Regions from separate parts of the Zea mays genome. Here regions 1 and 2 are each linked to region 3. The links are chromatin contacts, called in public Hi-C maps. All regions are on one chromosome and are shown on one strand. The core of a region is the stretch at or near the end of the contact, and the rest is flanking DNA. Distances in the headings are between cores, read along the strand shown. Region 1 holds the start of LOC103650450 (wall-associated receptor kinase 2). Region 2 holds the start of LOC100280101. Region 3 holds the start of LOC100279846 (UDP-glycosyltransferase 88A1).

Region 1 (2,843 bases), core at 230-2,729, 340 kb before region 3:
GTTCAGCGGTCCAGCCTTCAGAAGTCCCACTTAGAAGTTAGAAGAGGCAGAAAAATATGATGTGCAGACTTTTGGGCTCCTGAAGCGCTTCTTTGCGAGAAAACCTCTCTGTTCTTGTTTCTAATGTTAAGAGGAAGCAATATGAGTGTGAGAGGAAAGGAAATCTGTGACAATTACTTGAAAATGAACTTTTTAAAGAGGGTGAAACTAACATACCAAAGGCTGAAGGATAAAAATATATGTTTCTTTACTGATTGGATCTTCAGTATGCCATATAGTCCTCCTAGAGAAGAACGAATGTAAAATCTACTTGTTGAAGGAAATGGTTGATGCCAGAGAAAGAACAGACGAGCATGACCTGAGCAAAAACCACATAAAGGAAGAGGGTAATCTTGTCTAAAAAGCAGCAGATACCTCGGAACCTCATCAACAGCTGTCCACCCTGCAATCTCCAGGCATCTTCTCAATGGAAAACTGAGCTTGCGGGGTTTTGGCTGAAGAGACCTTTTAGGCACAACTTAGTTGCTAGGCTTCAGGTCTGCAGTGACCTTCTTTGATTTTGGTTCTAACGCGGCGTTGACATTTTTCTGTACGTCCTCACTAAAACCGACATATATTATCCTTAGCGACAAGAATTCGAAAAAGCCAGAAAGGGATGGGCGATGAGTTAGAAGAGTCAGGTCAACTAAAAAGACAAAAGAAGAAGGTGAGATGTCCCAGTCTCAATAATGAATTGGGTGAAACGACACCGTGTTAATTTAAGACAAATAACAAATTGAAGAATTCAACCACAACCAGCGTATGTGCTCGGTTGGTGCAAATTCTTGTTTGTTTCCAGAGTGGGGTGACGAGAGCTGAAAATACAGGCGCCGCTCTCCTCCTGCCTCTCCAGCAATAGCGCCACAGAGCATCCAGCAATACGTACGTGCATGTCAACGTCGAACACGTTAACCGTCCATCCCTAGGACTGCTTCTGCTTGAGGACGTTTCCACGAACAGGCTGTGGGCACGACCGCGTTCGTTACATGCCATGGCACCACACTCGCACACACAGCTCCGGCAGTAACCGAGACCGTCTCGAGCACGCACGCACCAGGCACCATACAAGAAATTAAACAGAAAGCACTCACCTTTGCTTGACAGGTGCAGTCGGCCTTGATGCAACGCGTGCCGGGCCAGGGACTGTCGCTGTCCACCATCCCTGGCGAAGAGGTAGAGCAACTGGAGCCAGAACGGTCGGCGAGGCAGCGGCGGCCGGCGGGATTCGGCCTTTCTGATGTGGAATCTAACGTCTGACGACGAGGAGGTTCTGTGCGACGAGCAGGTGGTGCCGTCTCAGTCCGTCGGCCTACTCAAGAACGGTGATCGAGTTGGCGCAGACCATAAAAGAAGACAAAACGGCCCAGGCCATCTGAATGCTTGATGAAGCAGACAAAATACATGGAACCGTGACTGCCATACTGAAACCATGTATTGGAGCAACCGAACGCAACTCCTCGTCCACGACCTCTTTTATAAACTGGAATTGGAAATTGAAATCAGAAATTCTGAATTCTGCTTAAAGAATTTAGAGCTAGAATTAAAGCTCAATTTTTTAGAATTGGATTTTAACTAAAAAATGTTTCTCACAATTCAGAGCCAATACTCTAGGTATTGGATGGAATTGCAATTCCAAATATATCCAAACAACAGATTTGTATTGAAACTCATTTCCAATACTAGACAGATTTGGTAGTGGATCTAATTCAATTCCAACATCTCCAATATCTATATTCAAATGGACCCTTGTTGACTATAAAGGCTATCTCGAACAGCTTTATAGGGTGTTTAATGTATTAGAGCTAATAGATAGTTGGCTAATTAATTGCTAGTAAAATTAGCTAGCTAACAAATAGTTACCAAACTATTAGCTAATTTGCTAAAAGTGGCTAATAGTTGAACTATTAACTAGACTAGCAGCATTCAAACGCCCTTTACTCATCATGTCTTTTATTTTAAACTTTACTTTATAAAAAGTATAGTTTATAATATAAAATTGTGTTTTATTCGATTATATGCACAATTTGTTGTCTATAGCCTTAGGGCTTGAGGTAGCACTTGCTCTCTTGAACATGTGAGTCTAAGGGTGTCTTATCACTGTCGACGCCATTATAGTATACCTTAGGCTTCTTACTTGGGTAAGGGTGCTCAACCTTTGATACTCGTGTGATAAATGTAGCTTAGCCGTCTACATGAAATAAAACGTATAATATGCACATAGTAGAATATTTATAAGGGTTGATCTCGTCCTACTCGATCAAGGGACCCGACTGAACCTTTTCCTCGCGTTCTCGTAGGGGTGCGACGACTTTATGCTTGATTGGTTGTGGCCTTCTTTTACACCGTGTACGTAAATGATGGGGATAGTCGTTATACGAACCAACGTTCGTTGATAGACTTCTCCCCGTAAACACTCAGAGAGAACCTCTCGTTCTGCACAATTGTTTCAATGGATTCATCCAACAAAAGCTCAATTTCACGAAGGTTTTGTTTGGCCAGCAACTCATCTTTCTTACCGGCAGCTAGCTACAGCTAGACAGATGATTGCTCCATTGCTAAGTATGTACTAATCAACTTGCCTAGAGACACTATCCTTTTCTTGCTCGACAAAACTGCAGGTATACATGATCTTATTGGTATTTCTGTTAATGGCATTTGCTTCCTTAAGCTCACTATTAGCCTCAGGATTTCAATTTCCCTCTCCTTGAGAAGTTCTAAGCTTTTCTTGTTAGTCTTCATCTCATTTGATTCTTGTATCGAATAAAAAATATTATGTTCAAGAACATTGGTTGTTCGCTTCGGGT
Region 2 (3,275 bases), core at 175-2,674, 280 kb before region 3:
GAGAATAGTATGCGTCATGGACCATTTCTGTGATCCGCACCAAACGCACCTGAAAGCGCAGAGTGCGTAGCCAAAGCGATCGGTGATTCAGCATATATGTTCAGCCCAAATCCTGCCTGTGTTGGACAGAACTGGCATGCGTTTGTGCAGGTGCGTGACTCAAAATCAAGTAGATACAAAAATCATTAATGTGCATCAAAGTTCACTGGACACCTCTTTGTTATAGGTACCAAATTCCTAAAGGAAATGAGTAGCCAAACATTATATCTACTGTTTTTTTTCTTCTTAAAAACATGCATCACCTCATATCCCATCCTTGTAGTCATCTCCAGCACCACATTGTAGATGGTTGGCCTTGGCTGGAAAGACATAACAATGTCAAATGCAGTTCTGGGCCTGTTTGTGCAGTATGCTAAATCCAAGTCTTACAATTCGGATGTTCCGAAGCGCAGCCAGAAGCATGATGCTTGGCGTCTCCACTGGGGAGGAATATGATTGAAGTAGCATGAGCAAGCAACAAGATTAAGTACAAGAAGAAGAAAAAAAAAGCATCTGCAGCAGCGATTAATGACGTCAATGAGGCATTCGTCCAGGCAGCAGGCGGGGAACTGGTACGTACTGACGATGATGGGGAGCAGAAGGTCGCTGCCGTCTTCCATCTTGAGCACGATCGCGTGGTGCGGCGCGGAGTCCCGGAGCCTCAGCACCCGGGGGTTGTTCTGGACGCATCTCAGGTTCCTGCCGTCGCGCATCTTGATGACGAAACCGCCGTCTGACACGCTCCTGAGCTCAACTGCAAGCAAGCAAGCAAACAAGCACGGGGGTTTGAGCAACGGGAGACGTGCTGTGCTCCTAATGCTGGAACAGAAGAGATGGGCACCGACCGGCCTCCATGACGCTGGAGTCAACGAACTCCTCCTCACGGGCGTCGAAGTCCGCGGCGGCGGCGCCGTCGCCGTCGGAGGAGGAGCCGCCGTGGGTGCAGCGAGCCGGCCGCCAGCCGATGGTCCTCCCATTCCCGTTCCCGTTCCCCAGCGGTGGGGAGAAGAACCTGCGCGCTGCCACGCCGGCTCGGGGCGTCGTCGCATGCAGCAGCCCGGCACTGGCGCTTCCGCTTCCTCTGCAGCGCACGCGCCGGAGAAGCTGGAGGTGTCCGCTCACTCTCGCGTCGGCGACGGAGGCCGCCGCGGCGCCCGTGACGGGGGCGGCGTGGCAGCGAGGGAGCACGGCCCCGTTGATGATGTCCATCGTCTCGTCCCCCGGAGAGAGAGATTGGCTAGCTGTGGACGAACAGACGCCGCCGGGTGCTAGTAACAACCAAGAAACCGGCGAGCTAGCGTAACCAAGAAATCCTTGGTAGCTTGATGAGCAAATAGTACGTAGTGGCTGGGTGCATGAGTAGAGTACCTCGACGCGACGATCAGCTCTAAATGGGGATCAGAGCATGGTGCTGCAGTGCAGGAGCTTTGATTTGTAGCAGGCGCACTGGACTGTACTGAGCTGGACTGCAGCAAGTGCTTGTTGGCTTCTTCCTGGTTCAGTCAGCCAGTGGTTACAACGCTGTGCTCAGAACCTCACATGTAGTAGTAGACTTATCCAAAAACCCCGGAGATATTTTCATTCAACGGACGGCATGCACAAAAGGGGATGGATCGGAGATATTTTAGTCTTTCTGTGATTTTTATCTAATAAAAGTGAAGCAATAGATATCTCATGCATCACGCCATCACCCAACACCCATAGAGAGAGGAGATGAGGTCACCTTCATCGGTGAATGACTGGATAGTCAGAAGCGAATGAAAAGGAGGAGATACCTCTTGTCAGTTGTCACCTTCATCGGCGATGAGCCGACTCCGGCCCAACTTGGTATGATACCCGTCCGTTTGCTGGTACAATACAGCCCTCTGCAAGACATTGTCACAAACAGGTTGTGGGCACGCGCGCGTTCCATGCCCGTATGCCGCCCTGGCACCAGCGCGGCAGCCGCAGGCAGGCATTGCTCCGCCGTTCCTGCTGCGCGCTGCGCACGCACGAGAGAAGAAAAACGCACCAACCAGCTTGGCCCAAAGCTCTCCTCGAACGGTCCCTCGCCGGACATGCCGAGCCCGGGTCCCGGGAGGGGAGGTCCAGCTACTAGCGTGCCGCCAGCATGAGAAACAAGTCTGTCCGGGTTCCGGCCTGCCCGATCGGAGCAGCGAGCCCGGCTACAAACAGATACAACTAAAACATTACATGGTGGACCTGCATGTGGGGTCTATCCTACTTTTTGTAAGGGACTGCAAACATCCTGGTTTGCAGCCGAGCTGCAGCAAAATTTTTTCCTTGTTGGACACTCAGAGATAATATATGGGCCAATGTCTTCACGCGAACGGTCGGGCCCTCTCGTCGTTCTGGGCTTCTTGCCTAGTAATCCTGTTGGGCTTGGGCTTGGGCTTGGGCCTGAGGCCTTCATCAGGTTTCAAGGGGAGAAAAGAACTTTCATTTTTCCCCTCTCAACTATCACCCTAGTGTCTTACTCTCTCCCTCAAAACCGATTTAAGTCATGTTTAGAAGCTTAGTATTTTTATAGTTTTAAAATAATACTATGGTATTTGATGGTACCGTAGTATTGGAAGCTAAAAGGTGTTTGGTTGGTACAAATAAAACACGATTTTACATATTATGGTTTACCCAAAACTGTGGTATTTTTTAAGTTTTAGAAACTTCAGTCGGGACCTCGGTTTTCTTTGTTCTCTCTACGAATACTTTGGTTTTCTAATGGAACCAAACACATCTCAGTTTTCAGCAATACTGTGGAAGATGATATTGTAGTATTTGTATCATGTATAATTGTAAGCTATGGTATTTCAAAACTATTGTTGGGAGGCCTTCGTTTTTGAAGGTCCTCAAAAACACGATTAACCATTGGTTATCAACATGTTGTCAAGTATTGCAAGAGCTTCGGCGCTAGAACACCTTCGATGTGGAATGATGGAAGGGTGACGAAGCTAGCTTCGTCATAACAACACAGGAAGACGATGTAAGAAGGTGTCATCCTGAAAGCTGAAAGCAAAAGACAATGTTGCCCTTGTGTTATTTGTAAATTCCGTGTGTAATCCTTGTGGGTATAAATGTAATTTCGTACGAAGCTATATGATTCCCTATAAATAGATGAACAGTGCCCTGCATAAAGTACCTTTGGAAGGACTGGACAATTGATGTGTGTAATCCTTTCTCTAGAGCACCTTCGTTCTAACTCACTTTGTAAAGTCGAAGGTACGATCGTAAATTCATTA
Region 3 (2,936 bases), core at 333-2,832:
CCGCCAGCGCCTCGGCCGCTCTCGCCCTCGCCGCCTCCGCGCGTTCCTTGAGCTCCCGCGCGCCGTCGGAGTCCTGCATCACCCACCTCACCTTCGCCTCGACCTCTTGAGCCGTCACCAGGCCCTCGCCGTCCCTCCTCACCTCCACCCCGAGCTTCATCTCCTCCACGATCCGCACCTTGTTCATCCTCTGCTCCGCGTACAGCGGCCAGCACAGCAGCGGCAGTCCCGCCACGACGCCCTCTAGCGTGGAGTTCCACCCGCAGTGCGTCACGAACGCGCCGGCCGCCCTGTGACGCAGCACGTCCACCTGCGGCGCCCACGACGCGACTACGAGCCCCCTGCCCTCGGTGCGCTCCGCGAACCCTGCCGGGAGCAGCGCGCGCACGTCGTCGGCTGGTGGCCCGCCGGGAGGGCTCCGCACCACCCAGAGGAACCTCTGCCCGGACCTCTCCAGACCCACGGCGATCTCCTCCAGCTGCCTCTTGGGGAACGTGCCCAAACTCCCGAAGCAGAGGAACACGACGCTGCGGTCCGGCTGCGCGTCCAGCCAGCGGAGGCACTCGTGGCCGGCACCGTCGCCGCCGGGCGAGACCATCGGCCCGACGCAGTAGACCGGCGGCGTGGCGCGGCCCGGCACACACAGCCCATCCCTTAGCGCCCGCATCGCGCGCGGCTCCAGCGACTCGAACGAGTTGATGAGGATCCCGCGGGCGTCGGGCATCCGGGCAGCCGCGCCCATGATGACCCGGCACGCCTCGCTGTCGTTGAGCACCCCCTGTGGCAGGTCCGCGACCGTGAGCGGAGGGACGCCCGGGAACGACAGGACGGTCGACCCGCCGAGCTCGGCGAAGCTCGTGCCCACGCTGGCCCGCATGGCGGGCAGGCCGAGGAAGTAGGCGAGGCCGGCGGCGCCCGAGGCGAAGTGGAAGTAGGCGGGCAGGCCGAGGTCCGCCGCGACGTCGAGCGCGCCGGCGCAGAACATGTCGAGGACGATCGCCTGGACGCGGCGCGACGCCGACAGCGCGCGGAGGAAGTCCCGGAGCGGCGCGTTCGTGGCGCGGAGGAAGCGGAGCAGTCGGGTCAGGGGGTCGTCAGGCTCGGCGCCGCCGTCGGAGGCCGGCGGGGGTAGCACGTGGCAGGCGACGGAGGCGTTGGAGGCCTTGGCGCGCGCGACCGTGGCGGCGAAGCCGTCCGCGTAGACGGGCGGCTCGACGACCACGATGGCGACGTCCACCTGGTCACCTGCGTGGCGGAGCAACGCCTTGGCTAGCTCGAGCATCGGCGCGAGATGGCCGACGCCCGCGCCCGGGTACAGCACGACCGTCGTCTTCTCCATCGCTCGACTCGACTGACGACAAGGGCGAGCACTCAACTGCTAGCTGCGCGCGCACCAGCACCGCCGTGTTTGGTTTTGGGACACGAGAGTATGCGCCACAGGTGTGGCGAACCTAGGGAAGAGTGAGAGACTGAGGATAGGAAAGAGGTGAAGCAGGGACACGTACCAGATTGTTCACTGCGCTGCAGGGCTTCTACTATAGTCACAATCACAAAAACGGGCGACGAGGGCAACCAAACAAGCTATTAATTTCACAGCCTAGCATTTAGGAGACGTACAACCATAGTCACAAAAACGGGCGACGAGGGCGATGATTCAACTGCTACTGCTAGCTGCGCACCAGCACCACCGGTTTCTTTCCGGAAAGATGTTAGCTCGTCTGGTTCTGGGACACGACACGAGAGTATGCGCAAGCCAACCCGAGCATGCTACCTGGCTACCTGCTATTGTTCGTTGTCCAGAAACATGTCATGGATGATGTTGTGTGGAGAGTGTAGGGGAGAGTGAGGATAGGGAAGGGGCGAAGCAGGGACACAGAATTCTGCTGTTTTTTTATAAAAAAAAATAAATGACCTTGAGATTGAGTACTGTTATTATTACATGCCTGAAAATTGCCCACATGGATGTACGTGGCCTGTCATTTAGGGGATATTTGTGTCGTCGCCAATGATTTCAAAAACGACAATGAAAACTATGCTAACGCCCAAAGCACGGTAACACAATCATTTAACTCATGCCAACTGAAACATGACATCAATGAATCTCTAAGGGGAAGAGAAGGTAAATCCATGTGCTCAAACCGTGCCATGAATAACATTAAAATTATTCCAGTATATTCTAACATCCTAACGAGGGAACTGGCTATCGCTGGGTGGGTAAATTCTTCCAACTTTGCAGTGGAAGAAGTGCCACAATAGCATTTCCCCCCCCCCCCCCCCCCCCAAAAAAAAAGACACCTTTTATCCTTTCGAAAAGGATGGGATCTACACAGCAGCTTCAAGTACCTGCAAAATAGCAGCAGCATGTAGTAAGCAAAGGCCTGGGAAATTTAAAGCTCACTGTAATATGAGACATCAAGAACAAAGATCAGACAAATCTGGAAAAAAAATGGAATATTCAAGACGGAAATATATGGAATTAAAGAAACGTCAAGGGGCAGAAAGGAAGCATTCATTCATCAGGGCCCAAAGCAAAGGTAAGAAAATTAGATTAAATGCTTGTTGGCACCACATTTGGACAACCACGGAAAAAAAAGGTACCACACTGACTAAATCGATACTAACTCCAAATAAACAGGAAATTAGAAAAACGAATCTATGAATAGTAGAAACTAAGAGAACTGAAAATGTGTTAGTAAGTGTTATGCGACAGTCATAGAAAACAGTTGGATCGGTGGTGCCATTCTCTAGCTGAAAAAGATTGCAGACAAAAAAAGCAATAGATATCAAACAAAGAATAAGAAACATAGGTCATGTTTATTATGTCCGGTTGATACTGCAGGGTTATTTTCTGACATTAAAGTAAAACCTGACAAATGTTTCACAGAGATACTAATAGGACCAGTTCCGCTGAATTTTGGTTTAGGATGGATTGAGGG

What was found. Hi-C and Micro-C count contacts between places; a contact is called where the count stands out from the background.
Region 1: a Hi-C map of tassel shows a contact between it and region 3, with 3 times the contacts expected there. The contact joins the promoter of LOC103650450 here to the promoter of LOC100279846 in region 3. A contact is called at or near these places in 3 of 25 Hi-C or Micro-C datasets (ear, leaf and tassel).
Region 2: a Hi-C map of leaf shows a contact between it and region 3, with 6 times the contacts expected there. The contact joins the promoter of LOC100280101 here to the promoter of LOC100279846 in region 3. A contact is called at or near these places in 2 of 25 Hi-C or Micro-C datasets (ear and leaf).

What each region holds. Positions count from the first base shown.
Region 1 is chr3:115,465,987-115,468,829 of Zm-B73-REFERENCE-NAM-5.0, forward strand. It overlaps LOC103650450 (wall-associated receptor kinase 2), which reads right to left and starts at 1,480. Exons shown (of 5, transcript XM_020550278.3): 1 at 1,131-1,480; 2 at 217-283; 3 at 1-120.
Region 2 is chr3:115,532,566-115,535,840 of Zm-B73-REFERENCE-NAM-5.0, forward strand. It overlaps LOC100280101, which reads right to left and starts at 1,425. Exons shown (of 9, transcript NM_001366118.1): 1 at 885-1,425; 2 at 620-793; 3 at 430-479; 4 at 303-359; 5 at 1-49. The coding sequence starts at 1,248.
Region 3 is chr3:115,808,170-115,811,105 of Zm-B73-REFERENCE-NAM-5.0, forward strand. LOC100279846 (UDP-glycosyltransferase 88A1) reads right to left here and starts at 1,583. Exons shown (of 1, transcript NM_001152799.2): 1 at 1-1,583. The coding sequence starts at 1,339.